Linked DNA regions of Mus musculus: regions 1, 2 and 3 are each linked to region 4. The links are chromatin contacts, called in public promoter capture Hi-C maps. All regions are on one chromosome and are shown on one strand. Each heading gives the region's core, a stretch centred on a gene start, on an enhancer-like site or on the middle of the called end of the contact. The rest is flanking DNA. Distances are from core to core; before and after follow the strand shown. Region 1 has its middle 33 kb from the start of Gm31499. Region 2 has its middle 12 kb from the start of Gm31499. Region 3 has its middle 30 kb from the start of Gm4832. Region 4 holds the start of Ppp1r21 (protein phosphatase 1, regulatory subunit 21).

Region 1 (6,142 bases), core at 1,844-4,343, 330 kb after region 4:
TATATAAATATGAAAGGTAAGAAGTATCCAGTGCTCCTAACCACTGAGCAACTCTCCAACCCCTTAGTGTAATATATATGTGTATATTATATATAATATGTTCACATATTCATCACCTATTATATATCATATTATTTTATACATTATCATATATATTATTCGGGTGATCTTTATCTTTCTCTTAGCAAATTCATATGCAGCTTATATATATTGTAACTTAAATAACATAGAAGTCAACAATATTATATTAGATAAAGATATGAGAAATATGGGCTAGAGAGATGGCTCAGCAGTTAAGAGCACTGGCTGCTCTTCCAGAGGACCCAGGTTCAATTCCCAGCACCCACATGGCAGCTCACACCTGTCAGTAACTCCAGTACCAGAGGATCTGACACCCTTACACAAACATACATGTAGGCAAAACACCAATGCACAGAAAGTGTAAATAAATAAATAAACAAACAAATCCTTTTTTAAAAAAAAGAAAGAAGATATGAGAAAACGGGAAGAAAATAAAAATATTTGCTTACTATGTATGGAAACATATGGAAAAATTATTCTGTTATAATCGTCTTTGCTCAGCTGTCCTGTGGCCATAGCTGGTCTTTCTTTGTTTGGGTGTCTTTCTGTCTGTCTGTCTATTTGTTTGTTTGTTTGTTTGTTTGTTTTGTTGAGACTTGGTTTCTTTGTGTGGCCCTGGCTGTCCTGAAACTTGCTCTGTAAACAGTGCTGCCCTCAAACCCATAGAGATCTACCTATCTCCCCTGTCCCTCAAGTGCTGGGATTAAAGGTGTGAGCCACCACCCACCCCAGAGCCCGGGTCACAGCTGATCTTTCTCACTGCTTCCTCCCAGTGCCCACTCATGGTGCTCCTTGAAGTTCCCTTTGCCTGTTTCTAAACTTGATGATGGGGAGGCCTGAGCTGTGCTGCTCTAGGAGTCTTGGCTTCTAGGGAGAAATGTTTCCACCAGGAACAAATCATCGAGCCCAGAGCTGGCTGCTGAGATTGGCACCTGGCCACTGTGACCTTTTCTGAAACAACACACAAAGAAGGGAGTGACAATGAGTAAACCAACGGAAAACTAAAATGACCTCTAGTCCAAGAAGAACTCTTTATGGCTCAAACCTCCTAGGAAGAGAATTCATTAGCAGATAAGGGTGCCTGATGCTTTCTGGATTGGTGGGCAATGAACCCATGTAGTACAGAGATACATGCAGACAGAACACCCATACACATAGAAAACAAAAACTTTACATTGTATTCTGTATGTGTGTATGTGTGTGTGTGTTGGGGGGTGGGGGGTGGGTATGCCTTCACAGCTGTCTGCACATCACTTGTGTGCCCAAGGATGCCAGAAGAGAGCACTGCATTTCCCAGAACCAGAGTTACACAGAATTGTGAGCTGCTGTGTAGGACATGAAAATTGAGGCCAGGTTCTCTGCAAGAGCAACCAGTGCTCTTAACCACTGAGATATCTCTCTAGCCCCTTCAATATCTATATCTGTATCTGTATCTGTATCTGTATCTGTATCTGTATCTGTATCTGTATCTGTATCTATCTGTATCTGTATCTGTATCTGTATCTGTATCTGTATCTGTATCTGTATCTATCTGTATCTGTATCTGTATCTGTATCTGTATCTGTATCTATCTGTATCTGTATCTGTATCTGTATCTGTATCTGTATCTATATCTGTATCTATATCTATCAGCAGCTCCCATTGCTCTCCCCTTCATTTCTGGCTCGACAATCCAGCTAGAAAGGAGCAGCAATAATGAATGTGGGCTGAGAGCGTTTGTTACACCCTGAGGACTCCTCTCAGCAGCACCACCCAGGTGGCCATTGCTGAGCCTCCACATGCTGTTCCACTGCTCTGACTAAGTAGCTTTGAACATGAGCCCAGTGCCCCACTAAATTATGGGAAATAAATTCTGTGGTCAAATGCAATAATATATAAAATACAATGGCTTGGAATAAAAATTATCTGACAAGTCACAACAGATAGGGCAGGGATCTTGCAAGCAAAAAAAAAAAAAAAAAAAAAAAAAAAAAAAAGCAACTCCATATCTAGTTTCTATGAGTGCTATGCTTTTCCTGACAGAGCAGGCCCACATAATTAACTTGCTGCCATGTAGCTGGTGAATGCGAATTCATTAGTGTGTTGCTGAGCCCAGGGCTTCTTTGACTCACTGGCTATGTGCTCAATAGCCCATTGGGAATACCAGCAGTGATGGGAAAGGATGGCTGCCATCACAGAAACATTCGTTTCACCTGATCGACATTGTGACATTGCAGTCTGAGCCTCCCTTTCCAGGCTTTCAGATGAGACACAAATGCCATCAGCCTCTGGGCTCACGTGGAGAGGTCTGTGTAAAGGCTGCTTCCTCACACACCAGTTTTCCAGTTGTGTACCCACCAAGCCTCTGACTGTGTAAACAAACCATTAACTGTAGCCAGTGAATTGATGGCTCAAAACACCTGGCCAACTAGCATTTCAGGCAGAGAACTACCACGTGCTCTGCTCAAAGTCCGGTCCAATGAAAAGCTTTCTTTATACTGCTGTCTGTCACCTTTCCAAGGTGGTTGTGCAGCTGTGGTCTGTCTCTCTCTCAAGTGACACCTACAAATCAGGAGAACCGATTATAAACTGGCCTCGAGCATTCTCTTCCACAGTCATAGGCTCAGGCTACCAATAGCATGAGGTGGGGAATGTTCACAACTGACCTATTTCCTCACACAACTTGACCTTCAACCCACTCCAGTCTCCCTCAAAGCTTTCATGCCTTTTCACAAAGCCACTGGCAACTTTCAGACTTGGTAGGCCAAACGATACCCATGCGAGGAATAGCTCTTTCACATGGTAACTTGGTAGTTCCCCACCAAGTGCTCAGTCTCTAAGGCCTAGCAGCAGGCCACAACTTGTTCTCCAAAGGAGAAGTGTTATTCCCAGCATGTGGTATCACTTAACTAAACATTTCCAAGGATCTGAGCTATGATTCACCAAGGCAACTTGCCAAAGACTCCTAGCGCATCCTTACATCTCCAGAATCATTCTATCTGATGAGTCACATGGGCCAGCGATGAGTCACATGACCCAAATGAGTGGAACAGTTTGCACAGCAGCCTGACCTAGTCTAGGGACTGCTCTCATTCTGAGCATTACTCAAAACAGGCATTTTCTAGCCACTAAGCAAATTAGTCAAAGATGAATGTCCAAGTGTGAAATACATTACCACCAAAAGCCCAAGAGACCCAGGAGACCTTGTGCCTCTTAGTGGTGGGAAGACCTTGAACCAATAACTTAACTGTCACCAGAGAAAACTAATATCTTCATACCTCAGATAACTGGACCCTTATGACTTTCACCAAAGCAGCAGTCCTCGAGTTTCCATGGAGTATATCTCCTACTCTCCACACATGAAGTGTGCCTAGAACTTTCTGTTTACTGTGCCCATTAAACATGTCATTAATGTAATAGACCAGTGCCATGTCCCATGGAAGGGAAAGGCAGTCAGGACACTGTGGAGTTGATTCCTGCTGGCCTGGACAGGTTGTTCACTCCTGAGACGGCCTGGTGAAGACAGATTAGGCAAGGTCAACTTCTGAGAGCTTCAGGAACAGGTAAAAAGAAAAAGCACGTGCCACCAGATATCTGACCATGCCACATCTAGAAACAACTACAACTGGAGTTACTGCCTGGGTCAGTTTAAGACAGTCCACTGTCACTCGTGTGGAGTCATGGCCTCTGTGTGCTTTGCAAGCGCCAGTCAGGTAAGTCCTCCAAGGATGCAGAACTGCTTTCAGAGCGCTGTTTCCCAAGAGGCCTCCACAAGGGCCATTGTCTCTTATCACAATAGCCCTTCTTCCTCAACTCGGGGAACTGTTTTGGGTATGTCTCGTTGCTAAGTATATCTATCCCAAGCATGCGTTCTATGCCGAGGAAAGTAACCAACAGAACAGGTTTAGGGGTAACCTGAGCCCACTGTGAGAGGAGTCTGAGCCAGCTAGAACGTCTCTACTTCTTAATATCAAATCCCTCCGAATGTAAAAACAAGTTAAACATGTATTATCTTGTAATTTCTGTTGGTCAAAAACCTAGAAACAGCTTCATTGGTGTCTGGCACAAGGCCTCTCAGAAGATAACAGCCAAGTCGTCGCCTGGGGCTATAGTTTTCTCCAGACTTGGCTGGGGAGGACAGATCTCCCAAATCCACTCACCGGGTGTTTGGCAGGTGAAATGTCACTGAACTGCTATTCCAAGGACCCCAGATTCTCACAGCTGCCTCTTTATGAGGAGTGAGCATGTGGATGTGAGGGAATAGGGATCAAAAATTAGAACACATATCTGAGTAACTTAGAAATAAATATTGGAAGTCAACGTATCAAGTGGTGGTGCGCACATGATCCCAGCCCTTGGGGGGCAGAAACAGAAAGATGATGAGTTTTTGTCCAGATGGGGCTACACCGCAAGACCCTGTCTTTAAAAACATCAACAAAATGAGGGGTGTCTCCTCAGTCAGGAGCACTAGGCACCCTACCAGAAAACCAGGCTTCAATTCCCAGTGCTAACATGGCGGCTCACAACAAGTCTAGAGGCCTTGGAGGGCATGCAAGTAATACACAGACACGTGTGCAGGAAAAATCCATACAGAGGGGGAAAAATTAATGGAGTAATTTTAAAAAGCAGAAGAGGAGAGAAGGTAAGATGAGAATCAAAATGAATGAGTGCTCACTTAAATATTCAAAAGTCAAGTCACAGAACAATTAGAAGTATTTGCCCCCCAAGTCTTCAGTTAGTGGCAAAGTGATGTTCAAATTCCATCACAGTTTCAAAGGCTCACTCTGCTCTGACTTCTCCCCATGAGTCCTTCAGTTGGATAGTCTTGTTTGTTTAAAGTTCCCATATATCCCAGACTGACCTAGAACTTTAAATATAGTTGAAGGTGAATTGTTTGTTTGTTTGTTTTCCCGAGACAGGGTTTCTCTGTGTAGCCCTGGCTGTCCTGGAACTCACTCTGTAGACCAGGCTGGCCTCAAACTCAGAAATCCGCCTGCCTCTGCCTCTCAAGTGCTGGGATTAAAGGTGTGCGCCACCATGCCAGGCCTGAAGGTGAATTTTACCTTGAACCCTTTACCTTAAGTTCTATTCTTCTGTCTCTGTATGCCAGATGTTGGGTTCACAGATGCATTTCCCATGATTCTCCTGCCTCTATTACCTGATATTGGGATCACAGATGTGTGCCCATTACAGATGGTGCTAGGGTTTGAACCCAAAGCCTCCTGCATGATAAGTAAACACAACACCAACTGAGCCACATTCCTCTTTGGTTTTTTATTCAGTCTCACCCTATAGCCCTAGCTATCCTTGACCTTTTAGCAATCCTCCGGCCTCAGCCCCCCAAATATCAGGTTTACAAGCGCCTGCTACCAGGTCAGCATGATTAGAACATTATCGAAGTTGGCTTTTTCTTTCTTTACCTCTCTGGTTCCTGCTTTCCTTTCTCCTCACCAGAGACTCAGAAGCTGCCCCAGTTATCTTAGTGAGTCAGTCTCAGACATCCCTCAAACAGGAGACAAGAGCTGAGGCACTTTCTTAGCATGAATAAGACACTGGATTTTATGTCTAATATATACACATTCTCTCTCTCTCTCTCTCTCTCTCTCTCTCTCTCTCTCTCTCTCTCTCTCTAACATGAGGCCACATGTTCTCGGAGAGAGATAAGTCTACATGTGTTTCATCCACTGTTCTGTTATGTACAGAGACATCAAGACCATGGCGACTCTTATGAAAGAAAGCATTTATTAAACTGGGGGCTTCCTTACAGTTTCAAAAAGCTATCACCTTTGCCCGGAATCGGACCTCACTCTGGCCCTTCCTGCCTTCCCCTTTGTCCTAGCTCCGGAGGTGACCAAGTTACCAGCTCACTCCGGAGACCCTTGAATTCTCAGATAGAAGACACACACTCAACTCGGTTACTTTACAACTTGCCCACTAGGCACAATTTCTGGGTGCAGATGTCTCCAGTCTAGAAAGGCATGCCCTTACTAATGTATTCTCGCTGTTGCTCCCTCTGCCCTAAACTTAGTTGCTTGTTTCACCTCGCCCCTGCCAAACATCCCCCAAGGCCTTACATGTCTGT
Region 2 (6,052 bases), core at 1,355-3,854, 360 kb after region 4:
GGAGATAGAGAGATAGGGTAGGTATAGTGAATAAATAGATAGATATGATAGATGGGTAGATGATTGATAGATAAAATGGATGGATAGATGATAGATAGCTATGTAGATGATTGGTAGATAGATGATTGATAGAGTGATAGATAGATAGATAGATAGATAGATAGATAGATAGATAGATAGATAGATGATAGACAAATTTTCTTCCTTTAAAACGTATCCTTCATCACAGGCTACACCTTTCTCACTTTCTGTGGACTGAAAGCTGAAAGCCCCTTTTGCATTGTGCTCTGGGAGATAGAGAAGACCTGTGAGGCTTCCCCCCCCCCCACACACACACACACAGAGCTACCTTTGTTTAAGATTCATGGAATTCACAACTGCATAAGAACATTGAGTTTGGATTCTCAGTTCACAGCTTCTCTATAAACCATGAGAGGGTCACAGGATTTGAGCCTGTTCAGCTAGCACATATCAAAGATTTTGCTGAGTTGCCTCTTTAGATGTTCAGAGCCCAAAAGTGACAACAGGTCACAACCACAGTCTCTAGGGGATTGAGAAGCTTAGCAGCAGCCTAAAGACTTAACCAGTTCACAGCAATGATTAAAACCCCAAAGGGGGGAGGTGGATTGCTCGTGGTGTTCACATTCCACTTATCTCTGTGGATTCTCTCTCTGTGGTTGGGTTGTGTTGGTTGGTTGGTTGGTTGGTTGTTGTTGTTGTTGCTTGACTGTTTTACCATTAATGAATTAATTTATTTATTCACTTAACAACCCAATCACAGTCTCACTTCTCCTCCCAGTCCCCCCTCCCCTTCTCCTCTGAGAAAAGGGAAGTTCCCCTTGTGTACCAACCACTACCACCACCCCACCCCACCCCTGGCACCTCAAGTCACTGACGTACTAGGTGATTCCTCTCCCACTGAGGCCAGACAAGGTAGCTCAGTTAGGGGAACGGGATCCACAGGCAGAAAAACGAGTCAGGGTGAGTTCACACTCCAGTTGTTGGGGAACCTGCATGATACAAAACGGGGGAGGTGGCCTAGGTCTAGCTCATGATCACCCTTTGATTGATGGTTCAGTGTCTGGGAGCCCTCAAGGGTCCAAATTAGTTGACTCTGTTGGTCTTCCTGTGGAGTCGCTACCTACTTCCGGTCCCTCATCCTTGCTCCCGACCCTTCCACAAGAGTCTCCAAATTCTGCCTAATGTTCGGCTGTGCATCTGTTTCAGTCAGCTGCTGAGTAGAGCCTCTCAGAGAACAGTTATATTGGTCTCCTGTCTGCAAGTGCAACCGTTTTATTAATAGTGGCAGGGATTGGTGCTTGCCCATAGGATGGGTTCAAATTGGGCCAGGTATTTGTTGGCTGTTCCCTCTTTGTCCCTGCACTTCTTGTAGGCAGGACAAATTTTAGGCTGAAGATTTTGTGGGTGGGTTGGTGTCCTGCCTGGCTACAGGCAATGGCCACTTCAGGCTCCATATCCCCGATTGCTAGGGGGTCTCAGCTAGAGTCACCTTCATAGACTCCCTATGAAGACTCTCCCATTCCAAGTTATCTGTTTGTTTTTTAAGGAAGTATTTTTATTTTTAATTGGTTGGTGGGCATGTGCACATTAGTGTAGGTGCCAAAGGAGGCCAGTAGGGGGCATCAGAGTCCGCCTAAGTTGGGGTTGCGGGTGGCAGGGAAACACCCAACTTGCATGCTAGAAATGAATTTCTGTTCTTTTCAAGGAGAGGAATACCTCTATTAACTACTAAGCCATCTCTCCCTAACCTCTTAGTTTTTGATACCTGAAATTTTCTTTCTTACTTTGTTCTTCAGATGTAATTGATGTGTAGCAATTTAGCTGTTTTGGGATGGAAAGTAAATTTCCAATGTTCTCTTCAACTAAAAGCCAACCATTTTTCTAAATGTAGAGGCTTGAATTGCTGGATGCTTGTGTTTTGTCAACACATGTTCTCTGTAGGGGAGAGACATCATTGCTGGGGTAAACAAAAGAACATGACTTTCCTATAGAGGAGTAAAAAGACTAGGAGGGAGTGGGTAAAGTTGGAGCCTTTTGGACTCAGATCACAGATGCAAAGAACTCGTTATAAAAAGGTTTTCCAGTGTGCATCTACTGTCTGATGGGGCTCCAGTGAGTGCAAAGGACTCTAGTGACATTCTGTGTTCACCGACCTCTCTCCTCAATCAGCCGGTCGTCCAATCCCCAAGTGCCCCCCCAACCCCTTGCTAACCAAATTTCTAAGGGCAGAATGAAAGTAGTGCTCCACCCTGCCAAGATCACACCAAGTCACAGTGTTTGCCAAGCCCAGGAGGCTGCCTCAGAAAGCTCTTAAAGTGGATCGTCTGTGACTGGCACAAGGCTTTGGAGTCTCGCAGCTTCAGGGCTCCAGGAACTAGGAGAGCTGAAGAATTCACTCACATCACAACCGCAGAGCCCTTCCACACAGAGGTGTGCAAGCTGGCCTGGAAAGCTTAAGCAAACATAATCCAAGGAATAAACAAGGGGTCGAAGCAGAACTGGCCTCTTGCGCTGGTTCTCCCATCCCCTCCGCGTGATGCTTACGCAAAGGGAATTGCTTTCAGATTTCTGTTCAAAGAGTGCTCTCGAATGGAGACTTGGAAGGGTCCGTGTTTATACAGCTGCTCTCATGTATAAGCATAGTCTCACTGTATAATATTAATGATAACTCTCCATCCAGTCTGCCTTCCCCAAGGTCCAGTTAAATCCCCACTGCTTTATGAATTCTCTCTCTCTCTCTCTCTCTCTCTCTCTCTCTCACACACACACACACACACACACACACACACACCTCTGTAGCATACATGCCCAGTATGTTTTCTGGAAACCTTAGGGTTTTTTTTTTTTCTAGTATTCTTGTAAACTTTTAAACATTCTGAGGTTTGGGGTCTCTCACCAGATTACAGAATTTTTAAGTCCAGAAATGCACATCAGATATCTTTTATTTTAATAATTTATAGCTTTCACCATCGGGTGAGGCTGGCACCAGAGCTCCATCACTATTCACAGGTGATAGCAATCGGCTCACTGTTCTTATCTGGGCACTTACAAGACTTAGCACACACTGCGCTGCTGAGATGCTCTGGAATATGAAGGACACTTGAGGAAGAGATGCAGCCTCCTCCTAGTTCTGTTTCCTGCCTGCAGTATTGAGATAACAACCTTCTGGTCTCTGCTCTGGGACATGAGAAGGGGCTATTGTTTACTGCAGCATGAGACATCATATCTTTACATAGAATCTTTGTGAATTTTCTGCCCAGACAAATAACACATTGCAAAACATTAAACTTTTTTAAAATTTCATTTTTATTTCTAAATATATGTATATGTGTATGTCTGTGTGTGGTTTGTGCATTTATGTACATGTGCCCCAGGAGGCCAAGAGAGGGCGCTAGACTCCTCCATGCTGGCATTTCAAGTTCTTAGGAGCCACCCAGCATGATTGCTGGAAACCAATCTCAAGCCCTCTGCAGGAGTAGTACACACTCAACCAATAGTGAGAAAGGTGGGTTTTCACCAATGAGCTGTTTTTTTTAATTTCATCACTTAAAATCAAGTATGGGTTTGTCAATCAGGAAATTAAATATACAGCAGAGAGAGAGAGAGAGAGAGAGAGAGAGAGAGAGAGAGAGAGAGAGAGGAGAGAGAGAGAGATTTGTCAAACTGACTTAGCTTGAAATGAAAACTCTGCCTAAGTGCATGCATGTCCAAGTGTGTGTGAGTGTATGTGTATGTTTGAGTGTATGTGAGTGTGAGTGTATGTGTGTATGTGTGCAAGTGTGTCTGAGTGTATGTGTGTGGGTGTGGGGGGGTGAGAGAGTGTGTGTGTGCGTGTCTGTGTGTGTGTGTGTGTATGTGTGAATTTGCTTTTGCCTCATCTGCCCCTCTGTGGCCTACATTTTGTCTCCAGAGCCTTGGTAGCCTAGATGCTCACTTAAGTCCCCTTCATCATTTTCCACAGGATATCCTGTTACAATGGTGACTTTACAAATTCTATAGCAACATTAAGAGCATGAGACATTATAGGGGGCTTCCATCAGGCCATCAAGACTCTTCATCCTGTATGAAGAGCCATCCAACGTCCCTGCTTTTGTAAGACTCTGGTGAGCCTTAGCTTACCAGGGACCCCCTGAGTGAACCACATGGAGCCAGGAATCAATGCAAAAAAAGCAAGAGGACCCTATAGGTGGGACAACATTATGAACTAACCAGTACCCCTGAGCTCTTGACTCTAGCTGCATATGTATCAAAAGATGGCCTGGTCGGCCATCACTGGAAAGAGAGGCACATTGGACTTGCAAACTTTATATGCCCCAGTACAGGGGAACGCCAGGGCCAAAAAGTGGGAGTGGGTGGGGAGGGGAGTGGGGAGGGGTGTATGGGGGACTTTTGGGATAGCATTGGAAATGTAAATGAGGAAAATACCTAATAAAAATATTTTTTAAAAATTTATAAAGATAATAGAAATCCTCAGGTAGGTCTTTATTCTTGCTCACAAACCAATTTTACCCACTAGCCATCTCCTTTAAAAAAATCCACCAATTAAAGATATTTAATTAATTTCTTAGAAATTCAAACACTGTTCTGACCACATTCACCCTTCTCTTCTATGCCCTGCCATTCACTGCATCCCAGCTTTATGACCCAAGTTTTTTGAAACCTATACCTGATTACTGCTACTCATGTAGTCTTATTTGGATGGCCATATACTGAAGCATGGTAGCTGTACTATGGACCACACCCTTGATGCACACTAACTCTCCATCTTTCAGTTTCTGTAAAGCAAAGGACACCACCTTTGAGTGAAGAAAGCATGGCATAAAAAGCAGGAAAAAAGTAATCTCCTTACACCTATGCATCCTATATAATTTTTGTAGACTATATGAAGAACTCAGAAAACTAGAATAAATATCAAGAAAACAATGAATTTTAGGCTTAAAATTTTTCAAATAGTTCTGTAATACTTCAACCTCCCTTCTAGCCCACAAACCATCAAAGGAAGGGGAGAAGAAAGATTTTAGGAAGTGCATTGTGGACTTGTTTAGAAATAGTTCTTTAAGTCTTCGTTGTCAGCAGTGCAGTCCTTCAGCAAAATATCACAGAGGAATCGGCATTAGCAGCTGTGTTCACTCAGCAAACACCAAACATGAATCAGCAGTAGCAGCTTAATCCAGAAGAAACCACAAGATTCTGCAAATCAGCAGAAGTCCACAGCAACAGCAAGAAGCAGCTGGAATCCCACCAGAATTTCTTTGGTGCATTTCTCTCTACAAAGTCACAGCAAGGTAATGATCAGAGAAGAAAGCAAGGTGAATCAACGCAAGAGTGTCATCAGCCCAACAAAGACCAGCAAAGAATAGCAAAACTAACCAATGCAAAAGCATTGTCCACTGTCTATTGGATAATACTTATACTCTTTGCAAATATCACATGGTCTCTGAAGTGTCTGCTCCAGCAAAACACAACATGCACTTTTACCAGGTAACTTTCAGAAAATCATATCCCAGGATTTATTTATTTATTTATTTATTTATTTATTTATTTATTTATTTGCACATTTTTATTAGATATTTTCTTCATATATATTTCATATTTCAAATGCTATCCTGAAAGTTCCCTATACACTTCCCCCGCCCTGCTCCCCTAACCACCCACTCCCAATTCTTGGCCCTGGCACATTCTCCTGTACTGGGGCATATAATGTTTACAATACCAAGGGGCCTCTCTTCCCAGTGATGGCCAACTAGGCCATCTTCTGCTACATATGCAGCTAGAGACATGAGCTCTGGGGGTACTTCTAATGTATGAGTTTACCACCTTCAGTCTGTTCTGTTTTCTTTATGTTTTCCTGTATCCTAAAATGCAACTGACCACTTACTCCTGGATTTTTGCTGCTCAATCTATCCTAAGACAGAATTAGATCAACACTGTATGTCAGCTACTGGTGGGATGAAAAGGCAGTGTGACCCGCATGAGAGCATCAGGCCTCTGAATATCAGGGATATACCCTCTCATATCCATTTTCCTGGGT
Region 3 (5,731 bases), core at 1,822-4,321, 430 kb after region 4:
GAAAGAAATCTCAAGATGTCAGAAAAGGAAAAAAAAAAAAAACAGAGACAGGTGAAGCAGACGTATTGTGACCACAGTTTGTAGACGGAATTCCTGGCAGGGGCAGGCAACTATGTTAGACAGATCCAAAGATAAGCTAAAATGTAAAGAAAACAAAGCTTTGCCCTGCTCCCCAAAAAGATAGTCTGAGAATCCCCACCCTAGCATGGGGATGGAGTTGAGCCATAGGGTATGACTGTTCTGCGAGGCAGAGGCAGGAGCAAGTAGCCTTGTCAGCACTGTGAGGCAGACCAGCAGCCAGGTTAGCTAGCTGCAGTGTAGCTCATGGATCACACACATACTGTTCTGCGCACACGCGCGCGCACACACACACACACACACACACACACACACACACACACACACACAGTGCACACATACTGGACCAAGCAGCCTGCCATGACCCCCAGCCCCAGAGCTGACTACACAGCAGCCATCTCAAGGACAAACAGCCTTGTCTGGGAATTGAACTTGCCACTGACTCGCTGTTTATTCAACAGAGACCATTTTAAAGCAAAACTGAACCAACAGAGATGATTTCATCTGCAATAGAGAACCTTAACTACAAAGGTAGGAGATTCCGTGGTAGCAAACACACAAAAGCTACACACTTTTGCTCCTGCATGGTAAACTGTCCATCTCCACTCCACAGCTTAGACGTAATTTTATCAAAGTGGAAAAAATAAAAAGCAGCGTTTTGTGCAATACACTTTTTAAAAATTACATTCATTATTTATTTATATACGCAAATGTACACAATGGCACTTATGTGGAGAGCTGATAAAAATTTGTGGGAGAGACAGGCAGTAGTGACGCCCTTAACCCCAGAATTTGGGAGGCAGAGCTATAGGAGGATCTCTGTGAGTTTAAGTCCAGCCATAGTCTATAGAACAAATACCAGGACAGCCAAGGCTACAGAAAAACAACAACAACAAAAGTCCCAAACTTTGGGAGTTAATCCTCTCTTTCCGTTTAGGACCTGGGGATGAAACTCAAGGCATTGGCTTGGAGCACATGCACCTCTAATAGCCTGGTGTCCTTCACTTGTGATATTGTTTCATGTTTTTATTTATAATTTAGAGAACAAAGACTATGTGGCCTAAGCTGGTCTTGACCTCACCTCACCAGAGTATCCTTGAGCTTCTGGCCCTCCGGCCTCCCGATGCTCCCCGTACTCCCAGGGCTCCGAATGCTCCCGTTACAGGCATGGGCCATCATGCCCAGTCTTTCTCTCCATCCTTGTCTTTGACCTTCAGTGCTGCCTGAAGCAGACATGATCGTGTCCATCTAAATGTTTCTGGTCTATCTCTGTGCATAAACAACTAAAACCAAATCAAAAAGTAAACCCCTCCCCCAGCTTGCCCCCTCCCCCCCCCTCCCAAACAAAGACCCACGCAGCAAACAGAAGACAGCTGAGAGGGAGAGTCCCAGGGAAGGAACACTGAACAACTGCCCAAGTTGTCACCGAGCTTAGGCAAATCACCTTTTTCCTTCCTGTTTTGTGCCCTCCATGTCCCAGTCGTAGAGAGTGCCTTTGCTACCTTACATGTCCCGAGTGAGACACAAATAAGAAATGACAAGACACCGCTTCGGAATGATCATATACAATTTTTAGTGCCAGCCTTATTCACTGTGTGTGCACCGGCATGCGCACATGTGAGAGCCACGGGATACACGTGGAGGGAAGTCTGCTCTTTCCTTCCACCACGTGGGTCCCAGTGTTCAAACTCAGGTTGTTAGGCTTAGCAGCAAGCACCTTTATCTGCTGAGCCATCTTGCCAGCCCTACCACCTAATTTTACCAGTGATCCCCAACTAGAATACCAAAGAGCCAGAAAGCAGGCTCTTTGCTGGATCCTCCTCTGGTATAATCTTTCCTACAAAAGATTCGTGGCTTTAGAATAACTGCCACACCCCTCCAGTCCATCCAAGTGGCCACCACGGGCCTTGCCTGCAGCCACCAGTCTGTAGTGGAGGATTGTTGAGTCTTTAAGAGCAACTAAATGATTTTTGTTTAGCCGACTTGTGGCAATTGACTGGCATTGGTGGGGGAAAGTTATTTAGAAACAGGAAAACAATCAGGGCATTTATCATTCTAACAATGATTAAAGATCTACAGTCAAAAGTCTGAAAAAAAACTTCCCCAATTAACCAGTCTGAGAGGTCTTGATTGGAAACCAACAAATAAAAGTTGAGATTTTCTTCACATATCAATAGTCTTAATTTGTGGGATAAACAATCAGAAAGCCTAAGTATGTCCTGAGCAAGGTAATGAGCCTTGGTCCCAGGACAGATGCTAACCTGCTCTGTGGAATTTGCCATCTCCAATAGTTTCATGGTCTCAAGTGGCAAGGGCCTAAATAATTCTTTTGCTATGTTTCTGATCAAATTCAAATTCAGATATTATTTACCTTCTGAGAAATATATTCTTGAAAAAAATTACAAACTCCACAATGTTTTGCTGTTGTTGCTGGGCTTCATTTAATCTCAGCCCTCGGAAGGCAAAAGGCAGGATCTAGGGTCGCTTGATTTCTATAGCAAGTTCTAAGTCAGCAAGGGCTATTTAGTGAGACTCTACTCCTGACTCAAAACAAAACATAAAAAAAAAAAAAAAAACCAACATTATTTTAAACATTGATGGATTAAAAGTAATTCTTATCCTGAGCCAATTATTCCCTTAGAAATATTAAATGAGTATTTTTCATAGACCAAGACCTGTATGAAGAATCATAATGAAACCAGTCCAGTTTAGTCAGAGAAGGTTACATCAAGCAACGCATATCTTGTGCAGGTTTATTGGCCACTAGGAGATGGCAGAATGTCCACTAGGTTAGGCTTCTGGAGAGAAGTTAGGTCATAGCGTGCTCTTGGAAGAGCTGCCGGGGCCCTGGCCTCTGCTCTTTCTTCCCCGCCATAGGGGATAGAAACAGGCATCTTGAGCCATGTGCTTGTGCCTTGCTGTCTTAGTGCCTGCCACAGGCGCAGAGCAGCTGAGCCAACCAACCACGGACTGAAACAAAATAAGCTTCTCCTCCCTGAATTGATTTGTCTCGGATATTTGTTCCAGTAGCAAAAGCTGACACATCAGGCATGCAGTGTTCTCTAACTGTCGTTATTTCATTATCCTTTTATTTATTTATCTCTTTACTTAACAGTGTTGAGGGGGAGGTCAGAAACCATCATTGTATATGTAGGTAGGCAAGCACTCTAACACGAATCTATGGCCTTGTTCTTTGGTTACCATTGTTTTAAAATAAAGTTTATTTTATTCCATGAGAGATGAAAGATGGGCTTATTTTGAAAACATGGGAGGAACTGGAGAGATTGTTCAGTGGTTAGAGCACTTGCTGCTTTAGCCCAGGACTGGAGTTCAGTTCCCAGCACCCACATAGGTTAACTCATAACTGCCAGTAGCTCCAGCTTCTGCCCTAGAGTGGGGTGGGGGTCCCTTCATATGTACACACGCTATACAGACATACACATAAGTAAGAAGTAAAATATGTACTTTTTAAGAAGATCCAAAAATATTTTAAAGCCTTTTTTTTTTAAGATTTATTTATTTCATTTATATGAGTACTTTGTAGCTGTCTTCAGACACCAGAAGAGGGCATCAGATCCCATTACAGATGGTTGTGAGCCACCATGTGGTTGCTGGGAATTGAACTCAGGACCTCTGGAAGAGCAGTCAGTGTTCTTAACTACTGAGCCATCTCTCCAGGCCTTTAAAGTCTTTTTAAGACAGGGTGATATAGTTTGGTTTTGTCTGTCTGTCTGTCTGTCTGTTATTGTTTTGTTTTTGTTTTAGACAGGGTCTTACCATGTAGCACTGGCTGTTCTGGAATTCCATAATTAAACCAGGCTCTCCCCAAATTCATTTAGATTTGATTACTTCTGCTTTAAAGTTCTCTTAAAATCTAAGAAAAATTTAAAGTCCTCCTTTGCGTTTGTGTTAACTATTCCATTTTAAATTGGTAAAATAATAAATAAAATTTGTTACCACAAAATTTCAGCTCTCAGCCTGCCATAAAATGAAGCTGCAGACGCTAGACTGCATTAATATTCCGTAGCAGACACTTCCCTTCTTCAGTCCACAGCCCATCAGCCATGATTAGGACGCTTGTGGACGCGCTTTGGGACCGTTGGATGCATAGAAAACGAGACGTCGTTCATACTCAAGGAATGGCTGGCTCCGTGCCCTCCGCTGCTCTCTCTTTACATCCCTGGCTCGTTCCTAGAGGTAATTAATTTACTGGGAAGATTTTATGAGAGGTAAATGATAATGCAAACACTGCTCCCTGATTCAAAAAAAAAAAAAAAAAGTCTGCTTTGTTATCCCTCCCATCACTGTATGTTTTTAAATTGTAACTATTTTTCAAAGAAGCTATCAGACATTGACCAAATTACATTATGTGGTAACTGTAAAACGCAACAATGTAAACCTTGTCAAGAATCATCCTACAGCCTACAAATGAATTCTAAAGAGTATTCGACAAAAGCGAAATCCCAGTCCAGCTAGATGGTGTCCCTAAAATTTGTCTAAAAGGGCCGGAGCGGCGATGAGGAGTTGGGTGGCTACGACACTGCCTGCTGCCCTGATTCTCCTGATTCTCTTCGGCCTGCCGTAACTTTACTGTGAGGAAAGGGATCCTGGCTAATGATGTCTATGCCTGTTGTTTTGGCTGTGTTCCCCAGAAAGCCCTTTCAAGATTTTTTTTTTTTTTTTTTGAAACCTGCGTTTATGCAGTCCAAGCAGAGGGTGGGCATCTGTTAGTCTTATGCTCTGGGAAAGGTAGTTTGTATAGAGAAAGGAACACTACACGCCCATACTAATAATAATCTCAACTCTCAGGAGGCTGAGGCCAGGGACCTGCCTGGACTACACAGCAATATTCTGTTAGGAAGGAGAAAAAGAATCCTGGTCCTAATTCCAATTTTGATCATGTCCCTTTGTAGCTTTGTGTCTCTTGGCAGTCCACTTAAACTAAATGAACTATCAATTGCTCAAATATATAAAGAAATGATTACTTCTCTAACTCCCTCTTAGTTACTGTGGGGAACAAACAAGACAACTCGAGAGAAAAGCACTTTGCAAACTCTAAAATCCTAAGCAACTATTAACAATTTTTACTGTGGCAAAATACAATGGAAAAACCTGTTTTCACATGTTCAGAGTAGTGGTAGTAAATCCTGCCACCCTGTATCACAGCCACCCCTGAAACTCCATCTTCCCAGACAGGAGCTCTTCACACAGTAAACAACCCCGCCCTGCTCCTCCTTCCACAGAGTGCATCTCCCTGCTACTATCTAGATCAATGATTCCACTACTTTAGGTACTCCTGATATGTTGAATCACATGGTATTTGCCTTTATTGTTGTTGTTGTTGTTGTCATCTTGTCTTGTTTTGTTTAGAGACAGGGTTTCTCTGTGTAGCCCTGTCTTGATCTATAGCCCAGGCTAGCCTTGAACTCAGATGGCTGAGACTAAAAAGGCATGCACCACCATCTGCCAATATTTACCTTTTTCTCTATTTCATATAATATAACACCTTCAAGGTCCTCCCTTGTTGAAGGATGTGTTAATTTTTTTTAACTCTTTGAGCCAGGGTCTTGCTAAGTTGTCCAAAATAGCCTCAAACTCCTGGACTTAAGCAACTCTCCTGCCTCACCCTCCAGAACTCTTTCTTGGGCAAGAA
Region 4 (6,601 bases), core at 3,575-6,074:
GCTTTCTGAAACACAGTTAGCTCTCACCTAACCACTTTCTCAGTCTCTTTTTACAGTTATTTTGTTGTTTTTAAAAGCTTACGAGCCAGGCATGGTGGCGCACACCTTTAATCCCAGCACTCGGGAGGCAGAGGCAGGCGGATTTCTGAGTTCGAGGCCAGCCTGGTCTACAGAGTGAGTTCCAGGACAGCCAGGGCTACACAGAGAAACCCTGTCTCAAAAAACAAAAAAAAAAAGTTTACGGGGAGGAACTCAAAACCCCAAGCACCGCAGAGGAGCTACTGGCCATTGATAACTGTCATGGCGGGGAGGTCGGGGACAGTGGGGTGGGGAGAGGTGATTTTTTTTCTGGTCAGTGGGTCCTGGTAGGCTGCTGGGGCTCCAATGAATGATCTAGCACCACATGCATGCAGGCAGCTCTAACTGGACTCAGTGAGGACTCAAAAGAAGACGTGAAGCTGCAAGGGGGGCTATGTTGTGGGGTCAGGGGAAGAAGAACAAGGAAGTGGGGTGGATATGATCTAGACACACTGCATACATGTATGAAATCATCAGTGAATACAAAATATTTTAAAGCCGAGTTTATTAGGAGGCAAGGCAGGTGCATCTCTGAGTTCTAGGCCAGCCTGGTCTACAGAGTGAGTTCCAGGACAACCAGGGCTACACAGAAAGAAAAAAAAATACTGTCTCGAAAAAACAAAAATAATAATAATAATTAATTACTTAATTAAAGTTTTAAAATGTCTGCTGCAATTTTCTGCATTTTTGTTATTGAGAACTTTACTATACCCCAATCTCTCTGAATACTCTCATAGTTTACTGTCTGTGTTCATTTCGATGCTAGTCCAAAATTAATGTCATTATTGGGGGAAGAAAGCAAAACTTCTCAGGGAAAAAAAATAGCTGACCGCGTTATCGAGTAAGGAAAGGCCCTTCCCAAAACACAGGATGAGGTCTCTCTGAAGGAGATTAGGAGGAATGCAAACGTTCCTAGTTCAGGACTCTGCCTGCTTCTCTCCTTTCATATATTAACAGGAAATCTCCCCCCTTAGCATCCTAAATAAGGTAGAAGAGCAATACAAGTGCCCTTCAGTATCAGCCCAGTATCTGTGCACCAGGGAAGGGAATTAACAGGTAAAACACCTCTTCCAGGCACAAGGCTATCAAGGAGAAGGACCTAATCTAGAAACTGCTTTACAGTACAGCGGACAGGAAATAAAACAACATCAAGTCCTTGACCAGTGTGTCTGTCTGTGTATGTGTGAACATGCAACTGAGCGAACATGCATGCGTGTGCGTGTGTGAGCATGTGTGTGTGTGTGTGTGTGAGTGTGAGTGTGTGTGTGTGTGTGTGTGAGAGAGAGAGAGCACGTGTGTGTGTGTGTGTGTGTATGTGTGTGTGAGAGAGAGAGCACGCGTGTGTGCAAGTGTGTGTGTGCTTGAGACTTGGTCTTACATTATAGCACAGGCTGGCCTGGAATTCTCTATGTAGCCAAAGCTGGTCTACATAGAGAACTCACAGCAACCCCCCTGCCTCAGGTTTGAGCCACCTCACCCAGCCTTTTTGTTTCTATGGTTTCTATGTTCAGAAATGTCTGTGACAGTGGACACGAAAGAATGAGAAATGATCTGGCCCAACAGGGGAGATGACCCCAAGTCCAGCAGAGCAAAGCGCCTTAGCACATCATTCCTACAGGTGTTCTCTACAGCTGTACCCTCATTAACTCTCCAAGTTCACCTGTACAGAATATTTTAAGGAACTAATCTTTAACCCCATTTTTAGCAAGTTTAGCTCCATTAAAATTTTTTCATCAAGTATTCTCAACATCAACTCAAGCTAACATAGGAAACATGCAACTTTCACGTGTTCTGCATCCCTAAATTCCAAGTCTACATCTTTAAAACACCGCTTTGCTCCCACTTGACCTTGCTTGGTTATGGCAAGCACAATCCTTCACCTCAGAGCTTTGTCAAACTCTGTGTCTTCCCTTAGTTACCAAGTCCTGAAGAGACCTGAGGACAAACAGTTTATACCCTGTTCATATCTTTCCTGAGCCCAGTGGTATGAAGGAAGCAGGCTCTCAAAACCGGTAAGCTAAAAAAAACGTATTGTTAAACCAAAACTCCTGAACTCTCCTCTCCACTCCAGATACCAACTTTACTTACTTAAGCCTACATTTTCTTCCCAGTGTAGTCCAACAACCGAACATCTCTATTCCAGCCTATCTACCATATGGTTACCAATTTCCTTCCAAAGAGTAATGTTACTCCCTCAGTAAAAGAGACCTTTGGAAGCTGACAAGATGGTTCAACCATTAATGGCACTTGTCACCAATCCTGATGATTTCAGTACAGTTCCTGGAATCTACATGGTGGAGGAGAAGAAGAAAAGAAGAAGAGGAGAAAGAGGAGGAGGAGGAAGAGGAGGAGGAGGAAGAAGAAGGAGAAGGAGAAGAAGGAGAAGAAGGAGGGAAGGAAGGAAGGAAGGAAGGAAGGAAGGAGAAGGAGGAGGAGGAGGAGGAGGAGGAGGAGGAGGAGGAGGAGAAGAAGAAGAAGAAGAAGAAGAAGAAGAAGAAGAAGAAGAAGAAGAAGAAGATGATGATGATGATCAACCCCGAAGAAGAAGAAGAAGAAGAAGAAGAAGAAGAAGAAGAAGAAGAAGAAGAAGAAGAAGAAGATCAACCCCCAAAAGCTGTCTCCTCCTCCTCGCCATCACCATCACCCCACCCCACCCCACCCACACACACACACACACACACACACACACACACACAGACACAGACAGAGACACACACACACACACACACACACACACACTAATAAATAGATGGATAGATAGACGGATGGACGGACAGACGGGTGGATGGACAGATGGATGGTTGGGTTTCTTTGACCTTCCCATTGCACACATCTTATCTGAAATCCACAGCCCTCATGATCTAGCCCACTCTCCCTTCACCACACTCTGCCTGCCATGTATCTTAAGATGTTTTCAGGACAGCCAGCATAGGCTAACCGAGTTACATGGAAAGCTACCACTCTCTTCATCCCCTTCCCTACTCCCTAGTGTAAGGAACTCCCCCTTCCCCAGTGACCTCTCCTCTGAGCTGCGCTGACCATCACTTGCTACACTGTATCATAATTGCAGGCCACGCTAATTTAAGGGTCTATTAAAGGTGATTGTGCAGCTTGAACTCCGGCTTTCTCAACTGAGCCTGGCACACTGCTTGCGGGGTGCACATATAACATGAGTTTGTTGAACACATTAACATACCCAAAAGAATAAAACCTTTCCATGCCTTTCATTACTTTAGGAGGTGATATAATTATTCCCGCAACACGGCCACTGCTCTGAGCCCTTCTGGAACTCTACTCACTGGCCATTTGGAACCAAACTTTCAAAGTTATTTACCCTCCAGAGATGGAAATCGGGCCCCTTACTTTATATGCATGAAACATTTTCAACCAAAAATAGTAGTGGCAAATTTGGGCACTGCCATCCTCCACCCACCCTCCTTCGTTATATGGAACTGTTCCAAACAAGGGAATCCTCCCCCAAAAGACAATGCACTATCTCAGGCGCTGAGCCACAGAAGTCTACGAGGATTTCAGACGGAACTACAAAGGGAGTGGACAAGGTGAGTGATAAGCTGAATGCCATCAAGGCTCCCATCTGATGCTGAGGACTTAAGGGTGCACGCTTAGGTGCCAGTATCATTTCTTTATATTTCACTTTACCTTCCCAAATACAAGCTTAATAAAATCATAAAGGGGGATGTCGTACACTTGGGTTTTTTTTTTTTTCAAATTAGAAAAAGGGCGAAATCTTTTCATTGCTTCTGTGAATGCCAAGATAATTGGAAATTAAACACGACTACCGAATCCTTTTCAAAGGCGTGAGATTCTGCTTTAATAACTTCATTAGAATATTCTTCAGGCAGAAAACCCTACCCAGAAACTGCACCACCCTTGTCCAAGAAAAAGGTTTCACCATTTGAAAGACTGACACTTCAGAAGGCCGGGTCCCTGTTTTGCATAATTCTGTATTTAAGGAGAACCTGCGGTGTGCACTGCCCCATTCCACGGAAGGAAGGTGCAAGAGAAAAAGACATCAGCCCCACCACCCAAGCTGTCAAAATCAGTGGCGACAACATCTGTATTCCAAAGCACCCATCCCAATGAGGCCGTTTACGCTCCCAAACTGATGTGGTGGCAAATAAGTCGTTTTAACTTTAAAAGCATCTCCTCGCGAAAAGGAGATGGTGATTTCCCCATCATCGGGCGAACTGAGAAAGCAGAGAGCATAGGGTGGTCCCTCATTCCTCCCTTCCCCTCAGGCTAGCACCAAGAGCTGTGCCTTGGATTTCTGTCATTCCATTTCTAAGCCTGCTGGTCCAGCGAGAAGGAAGACTCAAACTCCAGCTCCTTTCTGCAGAGACGCACACGGACCCAGACACCGCCCGGCCCTATCTCCATGGAGCTGCAGGTGGAGGCATCGTAATGGTGGAAGCAGGAGGTGGAGAGGAGAGGAGGAGCCCTCTGCATCCCCCCCACCATCCCAAATCGCTGCCACGGCCAGCTGAGGCCTCCGGGCCAGAAACCCCTGTCTCCCCCACCCACGATGGGTACCTTCGAGTACTCCTGAGCCAGCTTCTGGTACTTCCCCTGCAACTCTGCGGAGGCCATGGCCTCCCCCGCCCCGTCCAGGCCTGGCCGCCCGGGCTGCCGAGCCCCGCCCCCCGCCCCCAACCCCACACTTGCTCCTCCCGGGCAGGGCTCAGCCAGCTTCTGCAGCACCGCCGCCGCCGCCGCGCCTCCTCCTCCTCCACTTCCGGGTTTCCAGGCGGGAGGGAGGAGGAGCGGGACCAGAGGCGGGGCGACCACCGGGGGCGGGGCGACGTCTTGACATCACCGCCCCGCCCTCTGGTGCTCCGGTTCGCGCATGTGCGGCCCGACGGACCCGCCTGTGCGGTGCTTTTGCCCCTCCTGAGACCCTAGACGCCATGTTGGAAGAGGCGGGAAGATGGCGACCCGTTTCCGGGCGAGCCAGAATCAAGCGGGAGGAGAATGAGTGCCTACGGAATGGATGGAACACCGAAGGGAGAGACAGAGGATGCAAGGAGAAGCATTCTAAGAACATCAAGAATTCTGGCTACCCAGTCCCCTAGTCGCCATAGCAACCGCCTAGCGTCAGTCGCTTGCTTCTTGGAAGCTTGTTTTCCGCCTTCTCATTCATTATCTGGATACCCAGACTTGTGCTACACTGTAAACCGTCCAACCTAGCACATATTTATACCGTTTGCCCTTCTCCCCTTCTCAGATCAGAAAACCTTCATTGTCTTCTGTGTTTTGTCATTGACCTTTCTCTACTCAAATGCCACATGCCCGCCCCTGACCCTTATTCATCTATCAGAACATTTTAAGCCGTAAAAGAACATACAGTTTCTGAAAATTTCTACCACGCATTGAGATGTAAAGACCATTAATGTTTTGTTTTGTTTTTAAAAAAAAAACGGCTAGACTAGATATCTTGAGATACCTTATGATGAAAAACTGCTCCTTTTCATTTAAAATATTTTTGACAGTTCTGTTGAGGATTAATGTAGGTATAGCATTGAAGTATTTCTTGTTAGAATAATATGAATGAAGAAAGATATGTGTTTCTTGAGACATAATATGACAGTTGAAACTAATGAACTACATTTGTACACAAACACATACATATGAACATTATGCTAAATAAGTCAATTGCACTGGGTGCAGCTGTATAAACCTTTAATCTCAGTACTTAGAAGGCAGACAGGCAAATGGATCTCTACTGGTTTACATATTAAGTTTCAGGCCAGCCAGTGAAACTCTGTCTTTAAAAAAAAAATAGTGAATTGTAATATACTATAAATAATCTTAAAAATTATGAAGTGGAAGTAGCCAGACATGTTTAGTCATACCAGCAGTCCTAGCATTTGGGAGGCTGAGGCATGAGGAAGTCAAGTTTGAGAGCAGTCTGGACTACACACACACAGTATGTACTGTGTGTGTGTGTGTGTGTGTGTGTGTATAATCTCCATAATATGTGAAGTAACATTATTCCGATTTTTATTTTATTTAATGTATATGAGTACACTGTAGCTGTACAGATGGTTGTGAGCCTTCTTGTGGTTGTTGCAAATTGAATTTTTAGGACCTCTGCTCACTCCAGCTGGCCTGGCTCACTCAGTCCCTGCTTGCTCAGGCCCAAAGATTTATTTATTATTATATGTAAGTACACTGTAGCTGACTTCAGAAGCACCAGAAGAGGGCACCAGATCTCATTACAGATGGTTGTGAGCCACCATGTGGTTGCTGGGATTTGAACTCAGGACCTTAGGATCAGTGCTCTTACCTACTGAGCCATCTGGTTTTTTTCTTTTTCTTTTTCTTTTTTTTCTGAGACAGGGTTTCTCTGTGTAGCCCTGGCTGTCCTGGAACTCACTTTGTAGACCAGGCTGGCCTCGAACTCAGAAATCTGCCTGCTTCTGCCTCCCAAGTGCTGGGATCAAAGGCGTGTGCCACCACTGCCCGGCCCAACATTATTCTTAAACACATGAATATGTAGTAAAAA

What was found. Promoter capture Hi-C pulls out the DNA fragments that hold promoters and counts their contacts.
Region 1: a promoter capture Hi-C map of the 3T3-L1 cell line shows a contact between it and region 4, with 3 times the contacts expected there. The contact joins the enhancer-like site here to the promoter of Ppp1r21 in region 4. A contact is called at or near these places in 5 of 39 promoter capture datasets (the 3T3-L1 cell line, hippocampal neurons, pre-B cells and 1 more) and 3 of 115 datasets of contacts at active chromatin or transcription factors (embryonic stem cells, pancreatic cancer cells and stem cell-derived neural progenitor cells).
Region 2: a contact with region 4 is called in a promoter capture Hi-C map of pre-B cells, with 3 times the contacts expected there. The contact joins the enhancer-like site here to the promoter of Ppp1r21 in region 4. A contact is called at or near these places in 6 of 39 promoter capture datasets (the C10 cell line, embryonic stem cells, hippocampal neurons and 2 more), 7 of 484 Hi-C or Micro-C datasets (cerebellum and embryonic stem cells) and 6 of 115 datasets of contacts at active chromatin or transcription factors (all in embryonic stem cells).
Region 3: a promoter capture Hi-C map of pre-B cells shows a contact between it and region 4. The contact joins the enhancer-like site here to the promoter of Ppp1r21 in region 4. A contact is called at or near these places in 11 of 39 promoter capture datasets (3T3-L1-derived adipocytes, the C10 cell line, the HPC-7 cell line and 6 more), 1 of 15 datasets of contacts at CTCF or cohesin (the NIH/3T3 cell line), 1 of 484 Hi-C or Micro-C datasets (the CH12 cell line), 1 of 115 datasets of contacts at active chromatin or transcription factors (embryonic stem cells) and 1 of 9 other capture datasets (embryonic stem cells).

The regions. Positions count from the first base shown.
Region 1 is chr17:88,192,417-88,198,558 of GRCm38.p6, reverse strand. No RefSeq gene overlaps it. Among named protein-coding and RNA genes, the nearest start is that of Gm31499, 33 kb to the right of the region's middle. Within about 2 kb of position 3,093, at least 89 of the 459 cell types and tissues checked have an H3K27ac peak or open chromatin away from gene starts, as enhancers often do. A contact at or near this core is called in pancreatic cancer cells, where this site is marked.
Region 2 is chr17:88,170,918-88,176,969 of GRCm38.p6, reverse strand. No RefSeq gene overlaps it. Among named protein-coding and RNA genes, the nearest start is that of Gm31499, 12 kb to the right of the region's middle. Within about 2 kb of position 2,604, at least 21 of the 459 cell types and tissues checked have an H3K27ac peak or open chromatin away from gene starts, as enhancers often do.
Region 3 is chr17:88,092,986-88,098,716 of GRCm38.p6, reverse strand. No RefSeq gene overlaps it. Among named protein-coding and RNA genes, the nearest start is that of Gm4832, 30 kb to the left of the region's middle. Within about 2 kb of position 3,071, at least 6 of the 459 cell types and tissues checked have an H3K27ac peak or open chromatin away from gene starts, as enhancers often do. A contact at or near this core is called in the CH12 cell line and pre-B cells, where this site is marked.
Region 4 is chr17:88,528,347-88,534,947 of GRCm38.p6, reverse strand. It overlaps Ppp1r21 (protein phosphatase 1, regulatory subunit 21), which reads right to left and starts at 4,824. Exons shown (of 22, transcript NM_028658.4): 1 at 4,630-4,824. The coding sequence starts at 4,686.